Linked DNA regions of Triticum aestivum: region 1 is linked to region 2. The links are chromatin contacts, called in public Hi-C maps. All regions are on one chromosome and are shown on one strand. The core of a region is the stretch at or near the end of the contact, and the rest is flanking DNA. Distances in the headings are between cores, read along the strand shown. Region 1 holds the start of LOC123168405 (RNA-binding protein L-like). Region 2 has its middle 15 kb from the start of LOC123166876.

What was found. A called contact is a pair of places that touch in the nucleus more often than the background predicts.
Region 1: a Hi-C map of leaf shows a contact between it and region 2, with 3 times the contacts expected there. The contact joins the promoter of LOC123168405 here to the enhancer-like site in region 2. A contact is called at or near these places in 2 of 5 Hi-C or Micro-C datasets (both in leaf).

What each region holds. Positions count from the first base shown.
Region 1 is chr7D:136,450,103-136,456,385 of IWGSC CS RefSeq v2.1, forward strand. LOC123168405 (RNA-binding protein L-like) reads right to left here and starts at 1,759. Exons shown (of 1, transcript XM_044586279.1): 1 at 1,111-1,759. The coding sequence starts at 1,726. The coding sequence ends at 1,316. LOC123171705 (small nucleolar RNA Z279/snoR105/snoR108) reads left to right here and starts at 523; the gene lies at 523-626. It overlaps TRNAA-UGC (transfer RNA alanine (anticodon UGC)), which reads right to left and starts at 226; the gene lies at 154-226. It also overlaps the pseudogene LOC123164181.
Region 2 is chr7D:136,416,921-136,422,558 of IWGSC CS RefSeq v2.1, forward strand. No RefSeq gene overlaps it. Among protein-coding and RNA genes, the nearest start is that of LOC123166876, 15 kb to the right of the region's middle. Within about 2 kb of position 1,286, at least 3 of the 8 cell types and tissues checked have an H3K27ac peak or open chromatin away from gene starts, as enhancers often do. A contact at or near this core is called in leaf, where this site is marked.

The DNA of each region.
Region 1 (6,283 bases), core at 509-3,008, 34 kb after region 2:
ATGAAAGGAATTGTTTAATTAAGGCCTAGATAAACCAGAAGAAACAAAGAAAACATTGTGACGGTTAATAAAAAGCTTCAGAGTTCCCCTAAAAAAATGAAGTGAATTGTTTAATTAAGGCCCAGATAAACCAAAAGAAACAAAAGAAAAGAATGGAGATGCGGGGGATCGAACCCCGTGCCTCCCGCATGCAAAGCGGGCGCTCTACCATTTGAGCTACATCCCCTTTGTTGAATTTTTAGATCTTAATCTATAAACCCTGTTATTTCTGCAACGTGAAGGCTAACAAGCGTGGGCTAAATGTTTTACCTAATGACCGGCCCACTTGTGTACGCCTGACGGCCCGTGGCAGGTTTAAGAATTGGCCTCCTCAAAAGTTGTCCAGCAGCGAGGGACCGAGGGTTCAGCGAGGCTGCAGACATATTAGTCCCACCTCGGCCGGAGGGAGTGAGCGCGTTGAGGGGAGGTCTTTAAGAAGGGACGAGGCGCGACTGGTAAAAGCATGATCCTTCAGGCAGCAATGGGAAATGAGGAGTGGTACACGCTCGCTAATTATGCGAGAGCGGTGCCCGCCCCAATAAGCCTGTTACGACACTGGGCATCCCCGTGATTTACCATCTGATCCTGAATGCAGAATTTAAATTATATCTTCTTTAAAAAAAAATCAGTTATTTTGGGTCTTGGTTTTGTTTTGCCTATATTTTTATCTACTTCTTAGTTGGACTTGGTTTGCATTTTTGTTTCGGTCCCCAAAGTTTGATTTGAATTTTCTTGTTTGCTGAACTTTTTCTTTTTTGGTTGAGACCGGAAACATTGTGGTGGCTGTCCTATGCATCGCGTGCCGGCTGATGAGGCCGCTGGTTGCATCGCTGAGATGGGTTCGTAGCAGCACCCAACCACAAGTTCCGAAAGACTGTTCTTGAGGATCCCAACAAAAAAACCGGTACTCGCGCGCAAAAAAAAAGAAAAACCTAGTGATGGTACTTTAGAACGCATTTTTGAGCTCTGAATTTTTTTTCCTTTTTACCATGGCTTCCACCAATGCGATGTGTCATAACAAAACATTGCAATCACCCTAAACATTTCTTAAACTTTGCCAAAAGAACAGAATATTTTGAAATTATTTTCTACTTTTTTAATTTTACTATTCATGCCAGGAGCATTTGAGCTTGAGAAGGTACTTCCGCTATAGAACCAGCTTTACAACGACAAAGCGAACAACGGTGCGGCAAGACGCACTTTTCTTCTAGTACAGCTTTCTTTATGGCGAGTCCCCATCTTCTTTTGATTTTGGACGAGGCTTCAGTGTTCACCGTTACACCATAACCCAAAGCAAGAGACATGGTACGATCACGTAATACGCAACGGCGGCGACGGGAGTCGGTGGCACGAGCACGGAAGAAGCAGACTCGTTGTAGTAGGGAAGGTAGCCGATCGGAGGCGCTTGGTAGTACGGCTGCTGAGGCGTGTTTTGGCCGCCGCAGCAAACGGGTGTCACCGGCGGGCACGGCGCCTGCATGCCCGGGGAGGGCGGTGTCCTCGACGGCTGCGACGGCGGAGGGCCGCCGTAGATTGGCAGCGGCTGCGGCGGCGGCTGGCATCCGGCGCCGTTGCACAGGCCTTGAGCCGTGGTGGCGTTGCCGCCTGCGGTGTCGCCGATCTCAGATGCTGCTGCTGCCACAGCCGCGCTTGCAAGCAGCAAGGCGTGCAGCAAGAGAAGCGTCATGGTGTTGGATGTTGCCGTAGTTGTTGTTGGATATCCTTTGGGGTCCGTGGGTTGCGGTGGAGGGTAATATAATCGGTCTGGGTGTAGAGGTAGGGCTGCATGCACCGTGACACATGGGGAGCCATGTGTTGGAGGCTGAGGTGCCCTACGCTAGCTTATGGATATGGAGACAATGGCCGCTCGTCTCTTCTCAAAGGTCAGCTTGGAGATAACTGGACATACACGAGTGCGCACGTAGCAGCAGTTTCCAGCAAGATTCAAGGGAAAAAACAAAAGTAGTTTCCAGTTCTATTATATCGATTCAACGTGTGTGGATACTGGGGCTACACCATGACTATCTTCACCTACGTCAGCCACCTTGTCATAGTGCAATCGCAGTTTCGGTGCCTACCATACTTTTCCAACAAAAACGTGAGATTCTCCCCACAAGAAACACGAATTTAGCATATCCAACACAAAAAACGTATTGTGTTGGATGTGCTAAACTCGTGTTTTTTGTGCTAAACACAAAAGGCAGCTTTGCAAATAACTGCTTACATCCAACACTGTCCTAAGATCATCGGTTCAGTACTTCAGTTTCAACACAAGAGCATATGAACAGTTATTTGTAAAGTTGATTCTTCTAATACTCCCGAAAATCACGAGTGATCACCCTGAGATTTCCAGATAATTGACGAATAAATCACATGACATTTTTTATTGTTGTCAAAAATCAACAACGAGCAATCTGGCAGCAAGTACATAAGCCGAACCAGATCGATAAAAAAAGGACTGCCGCAGGGAACCAACAGGAGGGGAAAAGTGAAGCAGAACCTGCAAAATTCCTGAGTACCCCAAATATTGCGGGCATAGAGAGTTAACTGACGCCTCAAGAATTCTCAGTGTTTAGCCTCCTACTTGGTGAAACACCAAATCTTGCATCATACTGTGATCTGGTGACATCGTACGGTCAAGCAACAAGTTTAACAGCTTCTGTTCCAGAGACAAGTGTGTCTTCTACAAATGGTATGGTCTTCCATACTTTTAATCCTACTGGCGCTGGACTATTTTCAGGACCTGAAACATATATACATCAATAGTAAATGGAGTGACTGAAAGAACGAAGATAACCAAACTCTTTGTCCCCAGGCTGGCAATACAAACCTTGACATCTTGAGTCAGCCTCCAAACAAACTGCCATGTAATGAGAACTATTTAGCTCCGCGAGTGCAAATAGCCAATCCTCAGACAGGTGATCACACCCAGAGTTGGAATCGTTACATACTTTCAATGCCTGGGAAATCCAACAAAAGTCAAGGCAGATCAAAATATAATTTGCAATAACCTAATGCGCCTGATTTCTGTGATGTCCTATGATGCAATAAAACCAGATACTTTTCCTTAAAAGTAAATCAATATAGGACGGTATTCCCATCCAAAAGCCAAAAAAGGGGATAGGCATCTACCATTGAGTTGGTGTGCAGGCAATGGCTCGATTGTGTCGGCGTGATTGCACAGCACATGGTAGACCTCACGCGTGTAATATTAATTTCTGCTTTCTTCTTATTTTGCTTTCTTATTTGGAGATTTACCCCGTTATTTTTCTATTGAAATATTGATTTCTGCTAGTAAATATGTGACACTTCTGTGAAATTTGAGAATTTATTGTGAATCTTGCATGGAACCATGAAGTGTGAAACACATCTGAGAAATGATAAAGGAAATGTCAAACAACCGCAAGGCTTTCTTAAATTTACTCCCTCCGTCCTTGAAAGAGTGTACTTCCAACTTTGTTGGAGGGTCAAACTATCTTAAAGTTTGAACGAATTTGTGCAAAAATATATCAATGATTGTGAAACCAAATTGGTATATGACGAAAATATATTTTATCATGAATCTAATGCTACTAATTTGATGGCATAAATGTTGGTCTATTATTGTATAAATACGGTCAAACATAAAATTGTTTGACTTTCCAATAAAGTTGGAAGTACACTCTTTCAAGGACGGAGGGAGTATTGGATTGGTTCAGATCCATATGAAATGTATTGAATTGTTTTGTGAAACATAGTTTGGAGTACGACAAAACCTGATTAACCTACTGCAGAACACGTCAAAATGTGCAAAACATGTGTGAAACTTCTATTGAATATTTTGGAACATGGTGGATCCAGTGCAGTGAGAAAACAAGGTTGACAGGATATGTGTGAGAGAGTGGCAGACATTTCAACCGCTGACAGATATGGACAAAATAGAGGGTGAGATGCTATCCCAGTTGTTTTATGAACCAACGGTATACCGTCCCATAGCAGCACTCTTAAAATTTTCTTAACATGACATCTGACCATTGGTTCTGAAGCTCCCTCACACATGTATTATATGTTAAAAAAACAACAAAGGGGGAATGTCGAAACTACATTACCTTAGAAACCCGAATTCCCTTGCTTGTTTCTAACTTGATTGAAAATTCATTGAGTGGAGCGCCTGACAAACCCAATCCAAGAGCCTTTACATATGCTTCCTATAAATTTAGATATCAATAATGCTTCCATGTAAGCAATTTATTTTGCAACATCGTATCAGTAACCAGAATTGTGAATACTTAATTCAAAATAGGGCAATATTTGGTGCAAATTCTTCTCATAACATTCCTTTTTGGCAAGTGGACCATTCATAAGATGCCCATACGTGTGCTTCAATTTGATTTATTAAACACAACTATATGTGGTGCAGCAAGTTAGCACTAGGTACATGTATTAAACCTAAATTCTATAGCAAAGAACAACAAAGTCAACTAGGAGAATGAGGTAAGTTCTATTTATTTTTTGATTCAGATATTTTAATGATTGATTTAATATCGCAAGTGCATAAAATTAATTTGTGTTCTAGCATTCCTCTTGTCCAAAGATACGAGTTGTTTACTATCATAATCCTGAAATCATGTGTTTTTGTTCAGTATTGTCATTAAACGGCCTAAATAATGCATGCTTGGATGGGTCACATTAAAAGTGATGTATACACACTACCTACTAACTATTTTATGCATAGCGTGTTTTAACTGTTTAGGTGATATCTTAGACTATGTGATGGAGCAGTTGATATATTCTAGCCTTGTAGTAAGAAATACCATAACTTCTCAATGTTCTACACAATGTACCGTGCAATGAAGTGCTTGCATACGAAAGGGCTATATAGTAGAGGGCTAAAGAGAGCCTCACTAACTTTAAGAGTCCATAGTTTGAAGAATTCCTTTTCCTGAGCATACGAATCAGAAATCTCAGCGAGATAATCAGCTTCCGAAGCGGTGAAAAACGACGAGCAAGAGATAAAATACTCTTGGTTGTCTTCCGCTTCTTTTCTTCAATATCGATGCCAATCTGAAACAGGGTATAATATAGCAATATCAACTGAATAACTTCCACAGAAACAGAAACATGGTCGTGTCTTTCTCACTTATAGCTGTCACAGGAACAAAGAACATACATTAGCATCCATGGCAATGCCACAGGCAATCAAAGAACTAGTGTGTGAAATGTTGAAACGCAAGGGTAGCTCCACAGTATCATCAGATGGCCACAATATCTGATCAAACATGGAAAAAAAGGCATGTTAGTTACATGGCTTGAAGTTGCCGAAAAAAGAACCACTGAAGCCTAACCTCTTACCTCAGGTTTGCGAAATTTGTTGTACTTAAACGCAAATGACCTCGGATCGATTTTAGAATCTGTATCTAGTCTAGTTTAAAAAAATGGCAATAAGCAATAGCATATCAATATTCCTGTTCCACTATTAGTAACAACAAACAAAACAAGAATATGTTCCAATTGTTGACAAGATAAAATGCTGACAAATTCAAACATGGAGCAGCGTGCCAAGCTTCCGTGTTATTACAAGTCAAAAGGCAGATGGTTTCATTCTCCATTTTTATGATTATTTACGAGAACTGCATATGCATCATAAAGTGATTGTACACCTAATAGGTCCTAAAGTGTTACCTGAGAAAAGAAAAAGCCATGCGTGGATGCAAGAGGTCAAAAGTTACATTGTTCATCTTGAATCATATGTTCTCCATATATTTAAGACAGATGAATGCACGAATGGAAGTCATGCACCTATATACAGGCAAAAGTTCAAAGGGAATAACTCATGGTCTCATTGCATCTAAAGCAATAAATTGCATAAAACAGCTGAATCTCTCCAGAAATATTAAACTGTTTTTGTTACAACAATACCGAGTTGTCCCCATAATTACAGTATATAGACTAAGAAAAGTTTTTTTATAGTTACCACCACCCAAGGAGAGGATCCTATGTGTTGTTAATTGTAAGCAATGTACACTAGTGAATCTAACATCAGCAGCCAATTTCCCTAACTCCTACTAACAAGAATATAGCAACACGGTATTTTGAATGATAGAAACAGGAATGAAACTTCAATTAAACATGACCGACAGTGCAATAGGCAGTTGGTGATTACATACATCTTGAGAGGGTGGTGCGCTTCAATGCACATGACAGCATAGCATGTTTCCGCAACGTTGTTTCATTTATAGAGTCAGCATACTCTTTTTCAGCAGGA
Region 2 (5,638 bases), core at 36-2,535:
AATAAAAAGAAAGTTGTGAAGTTTTTTTTTTGAAAGATCCGGGGTAACCGGCTTCATTGATTTAGGAGAAAGCAGCGGGAAAACTGTGGGGATCAAGTGATCATGGTTACATGAGAGTGCAAAGTGAAAATAAGGTAGGCTAAGCTACCAGAAGGGCTAATCTCTCGCTACATTATCCTTAAAAGGGGGCTCTAGGCATCGCGCTCCTGCTGTGGACTTAGAAAGTTGTGAAGTTGAGGGCAGGCACACATGTAACATGACGTGGACTTAGAAAATTCAGTAAAACGTTTTCAGACGCTTCTTCCTACAGACCATTCGTGCACAGAGCAGGTAGCATCGTGTGTGTGTTTACTTGCGCTCGAGGGCGATCTCGCAACACTATCAGCAGAAACAAGTTGCAAGCAGCCTCCGCGATTTTGGTTCATTGGCGTCGTTGTAATGAATCTCCACCGTAGTGTTCCGGTTTGGCCGCTAGGAGACGAGGCTCTTGAGCTGTTCGAATGTGACAAATATATTTGTCTGTGTCGTACTTACTCCCTCCGTTCCATAATATAAGTGTTTTTTACACTATGAACGGAAGATGGACCTGATGGTACAGTTTTTAGTACTTAAGGGCGTCACGCCAACGTCGGTCAAATCAGGTGCGAAGAATATACGGATTTCGTACTCAATCGATCCTATTGAATGGCGCTCGCTGTCGATCGATATGCTCCTCAGATTAATCTTCCTAGCGAGATCGTCACTTACGTGAGCAAGATAGTTGCGTGCGATGAACCCGAGATATTTCACAAGACGAGTGGGTGCGAACTAAGCCTAGCTTAACATTAGACAACTACCGAGAGCCTGCTTAATAGCACGTTGACACTAAATTGAGTGTTTCATATTCCATCAGGGTATTGTGTTTTGACATATAGTTTTGCTAAGTCTCAGTCGATTAAGACTTTATTATGTCTCAGTCGATGCTCTTCTTTGATCTTGCATGAAGATTCATACACAAATTTTTTTTTCAGTTTTTTTATGTAGCAACACCCTTCGACATATTCTCCAAAAAAGAAGGCATATTTTTATGTAACGTACAATTAGCAAGATCATTCTCTTGACTTCTCCGTGCTACCGCCAAACTCGTCTCCATCTCATGTTTCTCAGCAACTCCAGCAAAACAGTAATCTGAAAGCTGCTGGCTGGCCATCACCACGTGTTAAATGCTGCGTGGGGGCAGGCACCCCGTGTGCCACACACTGCAGGCGGGTCCCGCGGGTATGGTGGAACGGACTTTCGTTTCCTTTCTCACCTGAGCCGGCCGAAATAACCACAGCCAATGCTGCATGGGCGCGGGGCACGATCCAGGCGTCACTGTCAAGCGCACGTACGAAAATCCGTGGCCCGGAGTACGTATCTTGGACTTTGAGAAGTATCGGATCAGTCCGTCCACAAAGCTACAATAAAAAACAAAGATGTGAAAACAAAGGGCAGACACATCTGAAATTATAAAATTCATGAGCCGCTTCTTCTCCGCGGACCATTCGTACACGGAGCAGAGCAGGCAGCGTCGTGCGTGTGTCTGGAAGTCAATCAGCGCGTCCGTCCCATTCCGCCCGACGGCGACGCCATAACCAACTCCCCTCCAGAACCCGACCCTAGCGCACGCGGTGCTCCGGGCGCCACACACGCCTGACAACCCCGGCCGGCCGGCCTCCGGAGGCGCATATAAAACCGGGCAGCGCTGTTCATCCTCGCCATAGGCCTACTGCTGCCACCTTCCTCCACGCACAACACTCTTAAGCTCTCTGCAAATCCGCAGCCACCGCTCGCTTGCCATCGGCGATCGGAAGCGGTACGGCTCGCGAAAGGCAGCTCGCACTGCTCCGCCGGAGTGCTGTGCGGGCATGGCCACGGGAGCCGAGATCTTCCGGCCACTCGCGGTCGCCGGCGACGTCGTGGAGGCGCCGGCGTTGCTGATCGCCACAGGCAAGGATCAGCTCGTGGATCCGGTGATCTGGGGCGACGAGGAGCGGATGAAGAGGGAGCTCATGGCGTGGGCCAAGGCCGTCGCGTCCATGGCGCTCAACGGCTCCGCCGACTCGTCGTCGCCCCTTTCCATGGGCCGACGACAGAGAAGCCAGGGAGCGAGCCGCCTCCAGCTTACAGCTTAGTACTACGTGGTTAGTTTTGCATGCGTTCCCTGTTGACCTGGCTGTGCCTGAACCTGAATGATGCCATTGATGTGTTACCATTGTTTGCGATGGTGTATTTTTGCCCGGGGGCGTTAAATTGTTGCCCACTCCTCTGAATACAGCGTGTACATGTATAATAGACAAGTTTTTTTAGAGGAGAATGAGATCAGTGCTTATGAATTACTTGTGAAGGACTTGGCACATGCCCTTGTTCATTGTTCGCATGCAAAGCAGTTCTGGGTACAAGCTCAAATGCTCTTTGATTTTACCTTACCGAAGCTGCACCCCAATACTTGGTCTCGTGATATCTTATGTGACCAACTGTTCTCAGAGAGGGAGCGAGCGATCACAGTCACAGTAATGTAGGCGATCTGGCACTCTCGGAATCGTCCCACTCATGATCAGGAGAAGATTGACCCGTCTACTTCTGTGAGGCGCATCAAAGAAGATCTTGCGATCTTGGATATACCTCGGCAAGACCTGAAAATCTTGCCAGGTTATGGGTGGCGGCCCCCTGATGGTACAATCATCAAAATAAACACCGACGCGGCAATTCATTTTGATGGTGGCAACGGTGGAGCGAGAGGGGTGGCTCGCTCAGCAGGTCGCCTCTTGGGAGCTTGGAGCAAACCCCTTGTGGGCGTCACTGATCCTCTTATAGCTGAAGCCATGTCTGTTCGAGAAGGCGTGCGCTTTGCGAAGCTCAGGGGCTTTCAGGATGTGATCATCGAAACAGATTGCCTGGAGGTTTGGAACTCTGGAAAAATCACCACGATTCCTTTTCGGTCATGGCACCTTTGTTTTATGAAATAGGAGAGCTAGCTACTGTTTTTTCTTCCTTTGATATTCTTCATGTAATCCGGTCAGCAAACTATCCAGCTCATCTTTGTGCCAAGCGTGCTTGCACACTGAGTGTGATTGAAAGTTGGCTGGAAGAGACTCTGTGACGCCCGGATAATTAGGCTACAGTAATCCCACGTTAATGTCGCCACGTCACCTTGGTTACTATTGCTAATCTCGCGCTAGATCAAAACCGGTCCAAAATTCAAATTTAAATCCAAAATCAAGCAAACAATAAAAGTTTTTGAATTGAAACTAAAATGTTCAGAGTGAACCAAATAATGCATAGGTAATTATGGTGGAGAAACCTCACATTTATAAAATAGTTAAATACTATTAGATGAATAAAATAGTAGCGAAAACCATGATGTAAATACTTTTAAATATTAAATAATTACGAAGCTATTTTAGTTTGGGTAGCAAGTTAGTGTGGTTATGGCATATTTGGTAACGTCAAATTAGGTGCCATTTTGGTATTTTACTAAAACAAAAATAAAATAAAATAGAAAATTAAATTAAATAAAAAAACAAAACAAAGAAAAGTGAGCCCCTTTTTTCCCACTGGGCCTTGGCCCAACTGGCCGAAACCAGTCAGGCCGGCCCACCCGGTGCCCCTGTATAACCCCTCACCCCACAAACCCTAACCTAACTCCCCCACTCCCCCCCCCCCCCCCCGCGCGATCTGGATCGGGGGCGCTCCAACGCACGCCGCCCCGATCCCGTCGCCCCCAAGCCCGACGTCGGCGCCCAATCCGACGCCGCCCCGCCATCGCCGGACTGCCCCGCCCCACTGCTCCTTCGCCGCACGCCATCGGCCTCGCCTGCCGTCACCACGCTGCCGCCTGAGGGCCTCGTCACCGTCACCCTCCCGCCTCGCCGCCACGCCTGGACGCCAACGCAGATCGCCGCGCCGCCACCTCGTCGGACCGCCACCCCGTCGTCCCCGCGCCCCATTGCCCCGTGCCCTACAACCTCCCGTGAGCCCCCCTCCTTCTCCTCTTCCCCGCGCTCCGGCCGCGCACATGCACGCCCGCGCCGTCTGCGCCCGGCATGTGGCCGCGCCCCTGTTTTCCCCCGCTCTGCTCCGCCTCCGGCCGCGACCAAACCCGCATCCGCTTGGCCCCGCTTGACCCGCCTCCCCTGCTCCTGTGGACGCTGAGCCTCCCCACCGGCCCCGGCGCGAGCCCTCGCTGTCGCTGCACCACCGCAACCGCCGTGCGCACGCACACCCGCACTTCGCCACCCACCGATGCCTTCCCCCTACCGCGTCGCGCTCGTCGCCATCCCTGGTGTTGGCGTCGTCGTCCCGTGCCCCGCCTCCGCCTCTGGCCCCGCAGGCCACGCCACGCCGGCGGCCAGTTCCGGCACCCCGGGCCTGCCCTTCGGGTGCAAACGCCCAGGTGCCCGCTGCCCGTTTCGCCCGCTAGGCCCCCAGGGGCCTATGACAAAGGGGCCCCATGCCCCCAGAATGTTAAAAAAGAAAGAATAAAAGTATATAATAAAAATATAAATACTAATTAATTAATTAGTTAATTAACGTAATTAATCTGCTTAGTTAATTAATTTTGTTTAACTAAGCTAAGTGAAATTAGATAACCTAATCATTTAGTTAAAGCTAATTAACACTATTTGATTACTATGAGCCAATGCCGAACGGGACCCACGTGTCAGTTGACCCAGTCAATGGTCAATGTTGACCGCTGACGTCATACTGACGTCATGCTGCTGCAGTAGGTATATTTTTGAATTAAATAAATCTGATAATTCCAAAAATGATTTAAATCTTTAGAAATTAATATAAAATAATCTGTAGCTCGGATGGAAATACTTTGTACATGAAAGTTGCTCAGAACGACGAGACGAATCCGGATACGCAGCCCGTTCGTCCGCCACACATCCCTAGCATAGCAAACTCGCAACTTTTCCCCTCCGATTCATCTGTCTGAAAACGCGAAACACCGGGGATATTTTCCCGGATGTCCCCCCCTTCACCGGTATCACCTCCTACTGCGTTAGGGCACACCTAGCACCGTTACTTGTCATGTCATGCATCGATATGCATCTGCATTGTATTCATTGTTTCTGCCCCCTCTTCTCTCTGGTAGACTACGAGACTAACGCCGCTGCCGGTACCCCTGTGATCGACTACATCGACGACGAACCCTCCTTCTTGCCAGAGCAACCAGGCAAGCCCCCCTCCCTTGATCACCAGATATCGCCTATTCTTCTCTCTACTGCTTGCATTAGAGTAGTGTAGCATGTTACTGCTTTCGGTTAATCATATTCTGCTGCATAGCCTGTCATTGTTGCTACAGTTGTTACCCTTACCTGCAATCCTAATTGCTTAGTATAGGATGCTAGTATTCCATTAGTGGCCCTACACTCTTGTCCGTCTGCCATGCTATACTACTGGGCCGTGATCACTTCGGGAGGTGATCACGGGCATATGCTATATACTTTATACTGTTACATTACTTGTGATACTATTCGGAGATGGGGGCTGAAGGGGTAGGTGGCTCCATCCCGGTAGAGGTGGGCCTGGGTTCCCGACGGCCCCCGACTCTTACTTTGTGGCCGAGCGACAGGGCAGGTTGAGGCCACCTAGGCGAGAGGTGGGCCTGACC